Linked DNA regions of Mus musculus: region 1 is linked to region 2. The links are chromatin contacts, called in public promoter capture Hi-C maps. All regions are on one chromosome and are shown on one strand. The core of a region is the stretch at or near the end of the contact, and the rest is flanking DNA. Distances in the headings are between cores, read along the strand shown. Region 1 has its middle 8.4 kb from the start of Rnase10. Region 2 overlaps Tep1 (telomerase associated protein 1).

Region 1 (5,389 bases), core at 340-2,839, 190 kb before region 2:
ACATATGCAGCTGGAGCCATGTGTACTCCTTTTACACCCACCAGCCACCTGGGATGAAAGCCAACAGCTCCAGGTCACCTACTTTATGGCTGAAGATTGGGACAAGACCCTGTTTGAAGATAGACAAGATAATCTCTGGCTATGTGGTAGTGGCTCACACCTTTAATCCTAGCACTTGAGAGACAGAGACAAATACCTGAATTTGAGGTCAGTCTGGTCTGCAGATTGAGTTCCAGGACAGCCAGGGCTACACAGAGAAACCCTGTCTTGAAAAAAGAATGAGGAGGAGGGGAGGAGGAGAAGGGAAGGAAGGAAGGAAGGAAGGAAGGAAGGAAGGAAGGAAGGAAGGAAGGAAGGAAGGAAGGAAGGAGGCAAAGGATCACCTAAGGACAATGCATCCCCCAAAAGAGCAGATTTTCCCCTTTCTGACTAGGACCCCAATACCAACCAAGAAGGCTCTGGTCAATTTCTGCCAGCTCTTGTTAGAAGGATTGAAGGCAGCTGTAAAGGGGCAGGGTTATACAAGAGTCCCAAGAATCACCTTATGTATTCCTGGAGCACTCTCATTGACTCAGATGTGCCAGAAAACCAGTGAGCAACCAATATTGATTTTGTTATATAGTGAGTCCCAGTTATTAGAAAGGAGCCTAAGAAGTTAAAAGCATTTAAGGGTATGAATAGGTCTCAATTATTGGTGATTAAGCAAACTGTTTACAATAACTGTGATTCTGTAGATGGAAAATTTTTTGACCAAGGAGTAGTAACACTGCTCAGCGAGACCCATAAAAGTGATCCCAGAGGGGTTAGCCAGAGACACTTCAAAAGGAAGAGCTAGAAGGACCAATGTACTTATTGTAAACAAAAAAGGCACTAGAAGAATAAATGCCCAAATCAGAAGAGGGAAGAAGGACATCCTTCTTCATTTGGATGAGGACTGATAAGGTCAGGGCTCCATTCCACTGAGCTGCCAGGAGCCCAGGGTAACATTAAAGGTAGGGGGCAAGTTTGTTAAAATCCTGGTAGACACAGGAACAGCCCACTCAGTTCTGACAGTGACCCTGGGATCAGTGTTGTCTCTATACACAGCCATGCAAGGGCAACTAGACAGACTTCTCTCCTTCCCTCCATGGCTCTCAGATGGTGGGCTTGGGACAAAGTATTATGACCAACTCTTTCATAGCCATTCCAGATTGCTCGGTCCCCTAATTCAGAGATACTTACTACAAAAACTATGGGTCACCACATCCTTTAGAAAGGCCAAAGCTCACCTTACTTTGAATCCTATTCAGTCCCCAACCCATATTTTTATGATCTAACCCCCTATTAGAGAAATAAGTCCTCCAACCAAGTATGTTACCCAAAAACGCCACTAAAACTTCAGAATACCTGGCAGATTCTTTTTCTGCCAGTTGGCCAACTTGTTTTCAGGCAGTTGCTTCTGCAGCCATACTAGTGAAAGAAGCTGACAATCTGCCCTTGGGCCAGGAATTATTCTTTGTTTGTTTGGCAAGGAGGCATGCTTAACCACCTCCCACTCTGTAGAGCTTCCCCTCGCCCCACCCCCTGGAATTTTGAAGACATCGGTTCCAACAGATGTGCTTGGCAAGTATATTTAGCAGGGCTGTGATTTTGCCAACTGCAGATAGTTTCTGTGATTCTGTGTGATGTTTGGAATTCTGTGGACTTTTCAGAGGGTCTATAAATACTAGGGCCTGGTAGGTAGGTTGTTGGTTGCTGTTGGTCACAGTTTGTTATGTAGTCGTGTACAAAAAAAGAGAAGAAGAAACAACAATAAGAAGAAATTAAATATCTGGATGGCGATGATCATAATTGCCCCCAAGGAACTTAATGCCCCTAGTCAACAGGAAGTAGTCTAATAGTAATGTTCCCCCTTTCTGACCCTGAATTTATTCAGGGATCTTTTCCCTTTCTTCTCTGTCCCCTTTTCTCTCTTATGTATTGTTGGAGGTTGAAAGGGCAGAAGAAAAAGGGTAGAAGAAAAAACCCACAAAGTAGCCAAAGATCATTGAAAGAGGTCAGTATTCAAGTAGGCATAGGCTGAGCACATTTGGAAAGTCCTATTTCCTATCTGGAAGTCCAGGTAGTCTTCTTAGCAGAGGTTGTTCTTCATGAAACAAGGTGGTCTTTGGATTGCATTGGGCAAAACTTGTTCCTTCTATGCCAACCAGTTAGGGGTAATTATAGAAAGTTTAGTGATGGTCAAAAATAATGTTAAGGAAAAAAAAGACACTAAGAATCTTCAAACAGGTGTCAACCTTTATTCTCCTGCTCCCAGTACTCTACTAGTGCCATTGCTGTGCCAATAGTACTTTTGGGCCTACTCCTCATTATAGGACCTTACTTATTCAACTTCTTTCTTAGTCAGTCAGTGTTTTATTGCTGCAAAGAATCACCATGACCATGGAAATTCTTGTAAAAGAAAACCTTTAATTGGGGCTTGCATAGTTTCAGAGGTTTATTCCATTACTATCAGAGACCAGGGCAGCAGGCATGTCAGGAATAGTGCTGGAGAAGTAGTTGAGAACTACATCCTGATATTCAGGAGAAAGAGAGAGAAAAAGAGAGAGAGACAGAGAGAGAGACAGAGAGAGAGACAGAGAGAGAGAGAGAGAGAGAGAGAGAGAGAGAGAGAGAGAGAGAGAGAGAGACTAGACCTGACATGGGCTTTTTGAAACCTCAGAGCCCACCTGGAGTGACACACTTTCCTCCAACAAGACCACACCTACTAATCCTTATAATCCTTTCAAATGGGGCTATTTCCTGGTGACCAAACATTTAATATATGATTTTATGAGGGGCATTCTTATTCAAAAGACTACAACAGTATTTGATGATAGGCCTCTAATAGTGGCAAATGGTTGTTAAAATCTGATATTTAGTATTTATTTTCTTGTCATACTTTTCATTTGAGAGGTGCAGAATCACACAGGAACATTCTACAAAGGAAGTGGTTTGCAGTTCTTAAAACTGTCAGAGTTATAAATCAATGAGAATTTAAGGAGCTACATTTGGCCCAACAGCAAACAGATTAAACTCCCTGGAGGAAATATACAATTCTGATATGATCCTTTTGCTATGGATATTGTATGGATAATCTTGAATAGCATCTGAATTACATGGCAACAGAGGTAATATTGTCAGCCTGGTTTGAATGGTGCCTTTATGGTTCTGATTTAGAATGTCATATTATAATAAGAAAGATATATATTCAGTTGGGGGCACATTAAGCTACTGTGCCAAAATAATTGTTTATACTTCTTGAAAGTTTTCTGTGTTTGCAATATTGCAAACATTTCAAGTTTGCACTTCAAAAGTTTAAGGCAAAACTATACATAATATCTTACCTTAATCTTATTTTTGAAGGTGTATATGCATGCATAAAAGTGATTAATTTTGAATAATATCTCCAATTTTCCAAATTCTCTACAATAAATTTTGTTGTTTTTTTTTCTCCTTGGGAAAAATTATAAAATACAGCCAGCCAGGTGTGGTGGTGCACACCTTTAGTCCCAACACTTGGGAGGCAGAGACAGGTGGATCTCTGACATTAAAAGACATTACAAATTATAATATAAAAATAAAACTTAAATAATGAATTGATTATTTTATCACTGATGCGTTTTGATAACTGTCTTTCAGGAATTTTGTATATGAGTATATACACAATATTTTAATATAATTTTTAGGATTTTGAGATTATAGCATAATCACATAATTTCCCCTCTTCCATTTTGTAAGCCGCCTGCGGCCACACTAACTGGGTTCCTGAGTGGGAGGCCGGAGCAGTATGGAAGGAAATGGCAAGAGAAATAATGGAGGCCAAGACAAGTTTCTGTTCAAGGCCCCCCAAAGTTTACTGAGAGTCCGTGCTTATAAAGAGGGTAGGCCCATCCCCTGCCAGCCCATTCTTGGTGCCTGGAGCCAGCCCATAGGTGATCTACAGGGTGTGTCTCCAGAACATCTCAAGGATCTTTCATCAGGAAGCAGAGTCTTCGATTTCTCCTGAGTAAATAGCGCCTTCAAGGTCAGAAGGCTTTACCCTAGGTAATCTCCTTCTTAGTGGCAGCAAGGTCAAAGTCTGGATCAGTCTGCTTCCAGGCTGAGGGAGGCTACACCATTTCTTCCCTCCAACCTCTTTCATGTGCTCTCTGCCTTTCTTTCAGATGTATAGCTTCTTTTTATTAATTGTTGTTATATATGTGTATGTTGTGTATATATTTGCTTATATAAGCAAATAAGTAAATATATATTATTACATATATAAATACAACCTGTTCAATCTGTATAATGTTTACTTATGAATATATTATTTATGAGTGTCTATTTGGTATTAGATAACCAATTAGCATGCTCTTCCCCAGGGAAGACCATCTCTTTCTTGGCATCCCTTAGTTGCCTGCAGTTCTTTGTGTAGAGAATTGAGGCCTCCTTATCTTTACCCCATCAGCATTAGGATGTCTGTTGGGGTTGTCCTTGTTCAAGTTTATACATGTGCCTTTTTTTACAAATATATTTTCACCTGGAATTATAATAAGCACTAGGAACTTTTTTAAGAGAGGAAAAAGAACATGAACTTGGTTGAATAGGGAGGTGAAGAAGGATCTGGAAGGAGTTGGAGGAGGGAAGTGATTATGACCAAAATATATTTATAACGTCAGTACAGTAGTGGTACAAACAATGTGGGAGTATCCACCCCACTACCTGATTGGATTTAAGGCCCCAGATCATGACACGGAATCCAGTCCTGACACTGCTTGGGTAGCCAAGTACCTGAGACTAGACAGACCATGAACCTAGTGGAAAACCAAATACTATCATTTGGCTAAAGAAATGTAGCAATAGGCCGGGCGTGGTGGCACACGCCTTTAATCCCAGCACTTGGGAGGCAGAGGCAGGTGGATCTCTGAGTTCGAGGACAGCCTGGTCTACAGAGTGAGTTCCAGGACAGCCAGAGCTACACAGAGAAACCCTGTCTCAAAAAATCAAAAAAAAAAAAAAAAAAAAGAAAAGAAAAAAAAAAAGAAATGTAGCAATAAATTGACTCCTCACAATATTCTGCTAGATCAGTGTCTCACTCAGCTATTATCATAGACTTTCCTCATGTAGTAGATAGGAACTCATATAGAGACCAACACCTGGGTGGTATGCAGAGACCTTAGAACACTCAGTTCTAAACAGGTTATCTTCATCAATCTCACCACCACCACCCTCATGGCTAAAGAGCTGTATGGAAGAGGAGGCAGGAAGATTGTAAGAGACAGAAGGGATGGGTGACTCAAGGAAACAGTGACCTCCAAGGACTGATGCATGTATAAACTCAAAGAGATGGTAGCAGCATGCACAAGGCTGGCATAGGTCCAATCTAGAC
Region 2 (5,251 bases), core at 1,392-3,891:
CTACTGTTATGAATCATAATGTAAATATCTGATATACAGGATATCTGATATGTGACCCCGTGAAAGGGTTGTTTGACCCCTCAAGGGGTCATGACCCACAGAGAACCACTGCTCTAGAGCATGCTGGGGTTTTTTTTTGTTGTTGTTGTTTTTTGTTTTTGTTTTTAAAGTCTTAGTTTTTTTTTAAAAAGAATTATTTGTGCGCTGGAGTGGTTAAGAGCACTGGCTGCTTCTTCCTGAGTTCAATTCCCAGCAACCACATGGTGGCTCACAACCATCTGTAATGGGATCTGTTGCCCTCTTCTGGTGTGTCTGAAGACAGCTACAGTGTATTCATATACATAAAATAAATACATCTTTAAAATTAATTCTTTAAAAATTTATTTATATATCTTTCTTGGTTTGTGCATGTGAGTGTTATGCCTGTGGAGGCCAGAAGAGGATGGTGGATCCCCTGAAACTGGAGTTACAGGCCATTGTGAGCTACCTCATCTGGGGGTTGAGGAACAAATTCATGTCTGCTAGAACAGTTTTGCAATGGTAGCCATTTCTAGCCCCAAAGCCCGTGTTCCTAACACGATACAGTACTGCCTCTGTAGCTTTGGGATGCCTGAGAGTGAAAGATGTCACTGTGATTTATTTGCTCCTAAGGCATAAAACTAATCTCAGATTATTTTCTCAGGGTTTGTGGTGTTTATTTTCCGTATGTAGAGTTCTTAAGTTGTTTTTAAAAAGACATGAGAAAGGTCCCAAGCATGGCGCTGTACCTCTTTAATCCTAGCATAGTGCGTTCAGGCCAACCAGTGCCTCATAGTGAGTGAGACCCTGTCTCAAATCCACACAAACAAAATGTGAGAGGAATGTAGATGATCTTGTTCTTCTCCCTTGTGACTGCAGGTCTCCTGCTCGAGTGATGGCTCTGTGGGACTCTGGAACCCAGAGGCAGGGCAGCAACTTGGCCAGTTCTCAGGCCACCAGAGTGCCGTGAGCGCCGTGGTTGCTGTGGTAAGGCGATGGACTTCACCAGTGTTCTCTGGGAGGGCCTGGAGGATCTGGGAGACTGGATGCATTGGGTATCTAATCTCAGTGGCAAATAGTAAGATTGTGGTACTTGGGACTGGGTTCCAGTGTTGGGCCTTATGGTGGGTGTGCCGGGTGGCACATAAAAGCACATCCTCTTGGTGTTATGAATTTCTGGCAAAGTTTCCGAGCCACTCAACTCCACAGTTCTGCATCCCTCACCCTTTTACATCTTCCAAGTCCCCGATGTTTACCTTCCCCTCTCTGGAGGGAGCAGAGGTCTTATCCAGGTATTTTCTAAGTTCTTGGTGTCTTAATCAGGAATTAAATCAAGGCACACACAGAATGGGTTGGCGAGATGGGTCAGCATTGAGAACACTTTCAGAAGACCTGAGATCAATTTCCAACATCATGTGTGTCCAGGGAGACCTTGAAGACCTGAGTTCAATTCCCAGTACCATGTGTGTCTAGGGAGACCTTGAAGACCTGAGATCAATTCCTAATACCATGTGTGTCCAAGGAGACCAGGAAGCCTCTGCCCTCCTTGGGCACCTTCATTCATGTGCACATTCCCTCCCCCAACTAAAAATATTAAAAAGCACACACAGATTGTGAAAGCATAGAGGTAATTTTATTCAAAGCAAAATATACATAAGTAAGGTATGCTGTCTCTGGGCAGTGATGGTCTATGCCTTTAATTCCAGCACTCTGGAGCAGAGGCAGGTGGAGCTCTGTGAATTTGAGGTCAGCTTGGTCTATGGAATGAGTTCCGGGACAGCCAGGGCTACACAGAGAAAACCTGTCTCAAAAAACCAACAGTCAAGCAAAAAGCTGTGTCCTCCTGAGTGAAGGGCCCAGATTATTGGTTAGGGCTTCTTGTATAAGGGCTGAAAGAGGGAGGAGCTTGATTCCTAGGGTTATAAGGTCAGAGTGGATCTCTATTGTTATACCCGGGCTTGGATTAAGTACACTTTTTCTTGCTGCATAAGTCATTTACTACAATGTATCTTCTTTTAATTATGTGCACAGCAAATAGTGATACAGATTGCTTTATTACACATGCATCCAAAACCAGTTCAGGCCAGATCAGTCCCACTACTCCCTTACTCACACAGTAGACAGTATGCCTGAATAGAACCCGTCTATGTTTGATGGAGGTTAGCAGGGAAAGAAATGTATTCCATTGTTCAAAGAGGGGAACATGTGCAGCTCTGTGCAGGTGGGAGACTTGGGCTACTGACAGGTTGTTTGGTGTGTTGTTTGGAGAGGGGAGTATGCTCAATACATACAGGTCAAGGTCTCAGGCTGCCAGGAGAAGAATTATTACAAGACAACTGTATGCACACTTCAAACTAGTGCAGTCCCAGGCTGCTAAACTATGTCCTTTGCTGCCTGTTTCATTTCCCATGTCCTGACCACTATGACTGTCCTCTGACACTGTGATCTGGGGACAGGAGGAACACATTGTATCTGTGAGCCGAGATGGGACCTTGAAAGTGTGGGACCATCAGGGTGTGGAGCTGACCAGCATCCCTGCCCATTCCGGACCCATCAGCCAGTGTGCAGCTGCTCTGGAGCCCCGCCCAGGTATCAAACTGCCAGCCTTTCCCCTTCCTCCCCTTTTATTTCCTCCTCTTCCATTTCCTGTTCCTCTTTCTCAGTACTAGAGATTAAACCTAGGACTGGTGCTTGCTAGGCCAGCCCTCTATTATAGGCCTTTGACATTGGGCCTAGCCATTCCTTCTGAGTTGGTTTCCCTCCTTTTCAGGGGGACAGCCTGGATCAGAGCTTCTGGTGGTGACTGTTGGACTAGATGGGGCCACAAAGTTGTGGCATCCCCTGTTGGTGAGTTCTCTGCAAGAACTGGAGTGGGGAGCGATAGAGAAGGTGTACAGGGCAACCTCTGCAGCCCTCCTCTTCCTAGGTGTGCCAAATACGTACTCTCCAGGGACACAGTGGCCCAGTCACAGCAGCTGCTGCTTCAGAGGCCTCAGGCCTCCTGCTGACCTCAGATGATAGCTCTGTACAGCTCTGGCAGATACCAAAGGAAGCAGGTGAGTAAGGGGGAGGGAGGGGGAGATAGCATAAAAGAAGATGAGTGGAGCAAGGAATGCCAGGGTAACCTTATAAGTCTTTATCCCATCAACCCATCCAGTAGCCCAGATGCATGCATGCTTGCTTGCGCTCTCGCTCTTTATTTATTTATTTATTTATGTATGTATTTATTTATTTTTGAGACAGTGTCTCACTATGTAGTCTTAGCTGGCCTAGAACTTGCTATGTAGACCAGGCTGGCCTTAGACTCAGAGAGATGTACCTTCCACTGTGTCCCTAGTGCTAGGATTAAAGGAGTGCACCACTATTAAGCGATCAGTGCAGAGCTCTTAATGTATTCTTTCCTTTCTTCTCCAGATGATTCATACAAACCTAGGAGTTCTGTGGCCATCACTGCTGTGGCATGGGCACCGGATGGTTCTATGGTGGTGTCCGGAAATGAAGCCGGGGAACTGACACTGTGGCAGCAAGCCAAGGCTGTGGCTACCGCACAGGTGTCTTGGGCTATACGAATTCTGTCCACCCGTGTGCTTAATTGAACCTCTGTGGGCTGGAGTTTTGCATGCATGTCGGAGGGGAAAGGTTTATGCTTGTCCCTCAAAAGTCCTCAACTGAACCTGCTTCGTTCCCAGGCTCCAGGCCGCGTCAGTCACCTGATCTGGTACTCGGCAAATTCATTCTTCGTTCTCAGTGCTAATGAAAACGTCAGCGAGTGGCAAGTGGGACTGAGGAAAGGTTCAACGTCCACCAGTTCCAGGTGAAGCGAGGCGGCGGCGGCGGCTGCTGCGCATGGCAAGCCACACACGCCTAGCATTTTGTTAGGATCTGTCTGTGTCTGCTTTCGGGCAAGGCTGTGAGAGGATGTCAGCTGCTGCTGGCTTTATCGGTTGTTTTCAAATTGCATTTATTGATCTCCGTGTGTATATGTGACAAGGAATTGGGGCAGCAAAGTCATTTTGCTTTATACTACTTTATTTGTGATAGCACCCATGGAACTGAGTAGTCTGAGGGAGGTTAGCCAAAGTAGTGCCTTTATAGTCCTCACCTGTGTATTCGGAGGTCAGAGAACAATCTGAGGGAATTGGCTCACCTTACCAGCATATGGGTTCTGGGGATCAAAGGTTTTTTTTTTAAACATTTATTTACTTTATTTATGAGTACAATGTAGGTATCTTCAGACACACCAGAAGAGGGCATCAGATCCCATGACAGATGGTCGTGAATTACCATGTGGTTGCTGGGAATTGAACTTAGGACCTCTGGAAGAGCAGTCAGTGTTCTTAAGCTCTGAGCCATCTCTCCAGCCCCATGAATAATTCTTAAATGCCTATTGGTGACAAGTTCTGGGCCAGACAGTGTGGTATCAATGAATTGTTTTTATTTATTTGTTTTGTTTTTGTTTTTCAAGACAGAGTTTCTGTGTACTCCTAGATATCCTGGAAATTGCTCTGTAGATCAGGCTGGAATCAAACTCAGAGATCCACCTGCTTCTGCCTCCTAAATGCTGGGATGAAAAGCATGTGCCAGCCACCACCTGGCTTTATTGACCAAGCCAGCTCAGTCAGTCAGCAGGGTCTCTAGGGAGGGAGGAAGGATTCAAAGAAAAAAAACAATTAGACAACATTATAAAATGATTCCAGCCAGTGCTAAAGCTGTGGTGGATTTGGTGGTTTTTGTTTCTTTGTTTGTTTTATTTTTGTTTTTATTTTTTTTCCAGTCTGCTTTATATCATTCTAGGTACATACAAAGAATAGAATCAGTTCAGTGTTTTTTTTTTTTTTCTTCTTCTTCGAGACAGGGTTTCTCTGTGTAGGCCTGGCTGTCCTGGAACTCACTCTGTAGACCAGGCTGGCCTCGAACTCAGAAATCCACCTGCCTCTGCCTCCCAAGTGCTGGGATTAAAGGCATGCGCCACCACGCCCAGGTAGAGTCAGTTCTTAGATTTAAAAAAAAGTAGTCAAACAAGGCAAGAAGCAAAGTTCCTTGGTCTCGGCGTCTAGGGGCTTATCAGGATGATGGTGCGGTTTACATGACGAGTTTCCTGGCCTAAATGGCACTGCCATTATGGAGTGGTGCTGAGGTCTGGAGACCACTAAGATCTGGGGTCCTGTTGCACAAGGAAGCATCCGCAGAACTTACTGATGGAAGCAAAAGACAGCAATGTTAGAGAATCTCC

The links. Capture Hi-C pulls out chosen DNA fragments and counts their contacts.
Region 1: a contact with region 2 is called in a promoter capture Hi-C map of adipose tissue. The contact joins two enhancer-like sites. A contact is called at or near these places in 1 of 15 datasets of contacts at CTCF or cohesin (large pre-B cells), 2 of 484 Hi-C or Micro-C datasets (the 63-12 cell line and nephron progenitors), 2 of 115 datasets of contacts at active chromatin or transcription factors (embryonic stem cells and large pre-B cells) and 3 of 9 other capture datasets (adipose tissue, liver and pancreatic islet).

What each region holds. Positions count from the first base shown.
Region 1 is chr14:51,013,596-51,018,984 of GRCm38.p6, reverse strand. No RefSeq gene overlaps it. Among named protein-coding and RNA genes, the nearest start is that of Rnase10, 8.4 kb to the right of the region's middle. Within about 2 kb of position 1,589, at least 9 of the 459 cell types and tissues checked have an H3K27ac peak or open chromatin away from gene starts, as enhancers often do. A contact at or near this core is called in adipose tissue, where this site is marked.
Region 2 is chr14:50,827,486-50,832,736 of GRCm38.p6, reverse strand. Tep1 (telomerase associated protein 1) reads left to right here. Exons shown (of 55, transcript NM_009351.2): 44 at 898-1,005; 45 at 2,475-2,607; 46 at 2,789-2,865; 47 at 2,945-3,074; 48 at 3,433-3,569; 49 at 3,708-3,832. Among named protein-coding and RNA genes, the nearest start is that of Gm52116, 6.3 kb to the left of the region's middle. Within about 2 kb of position 2,641, at least 30 of the 459 cell types and tissues checked have an H3K27ac peak or open chromatin away from gene starts, as enhancers often do. A contact at or near this core is called in adipose tissue, where this site is marked.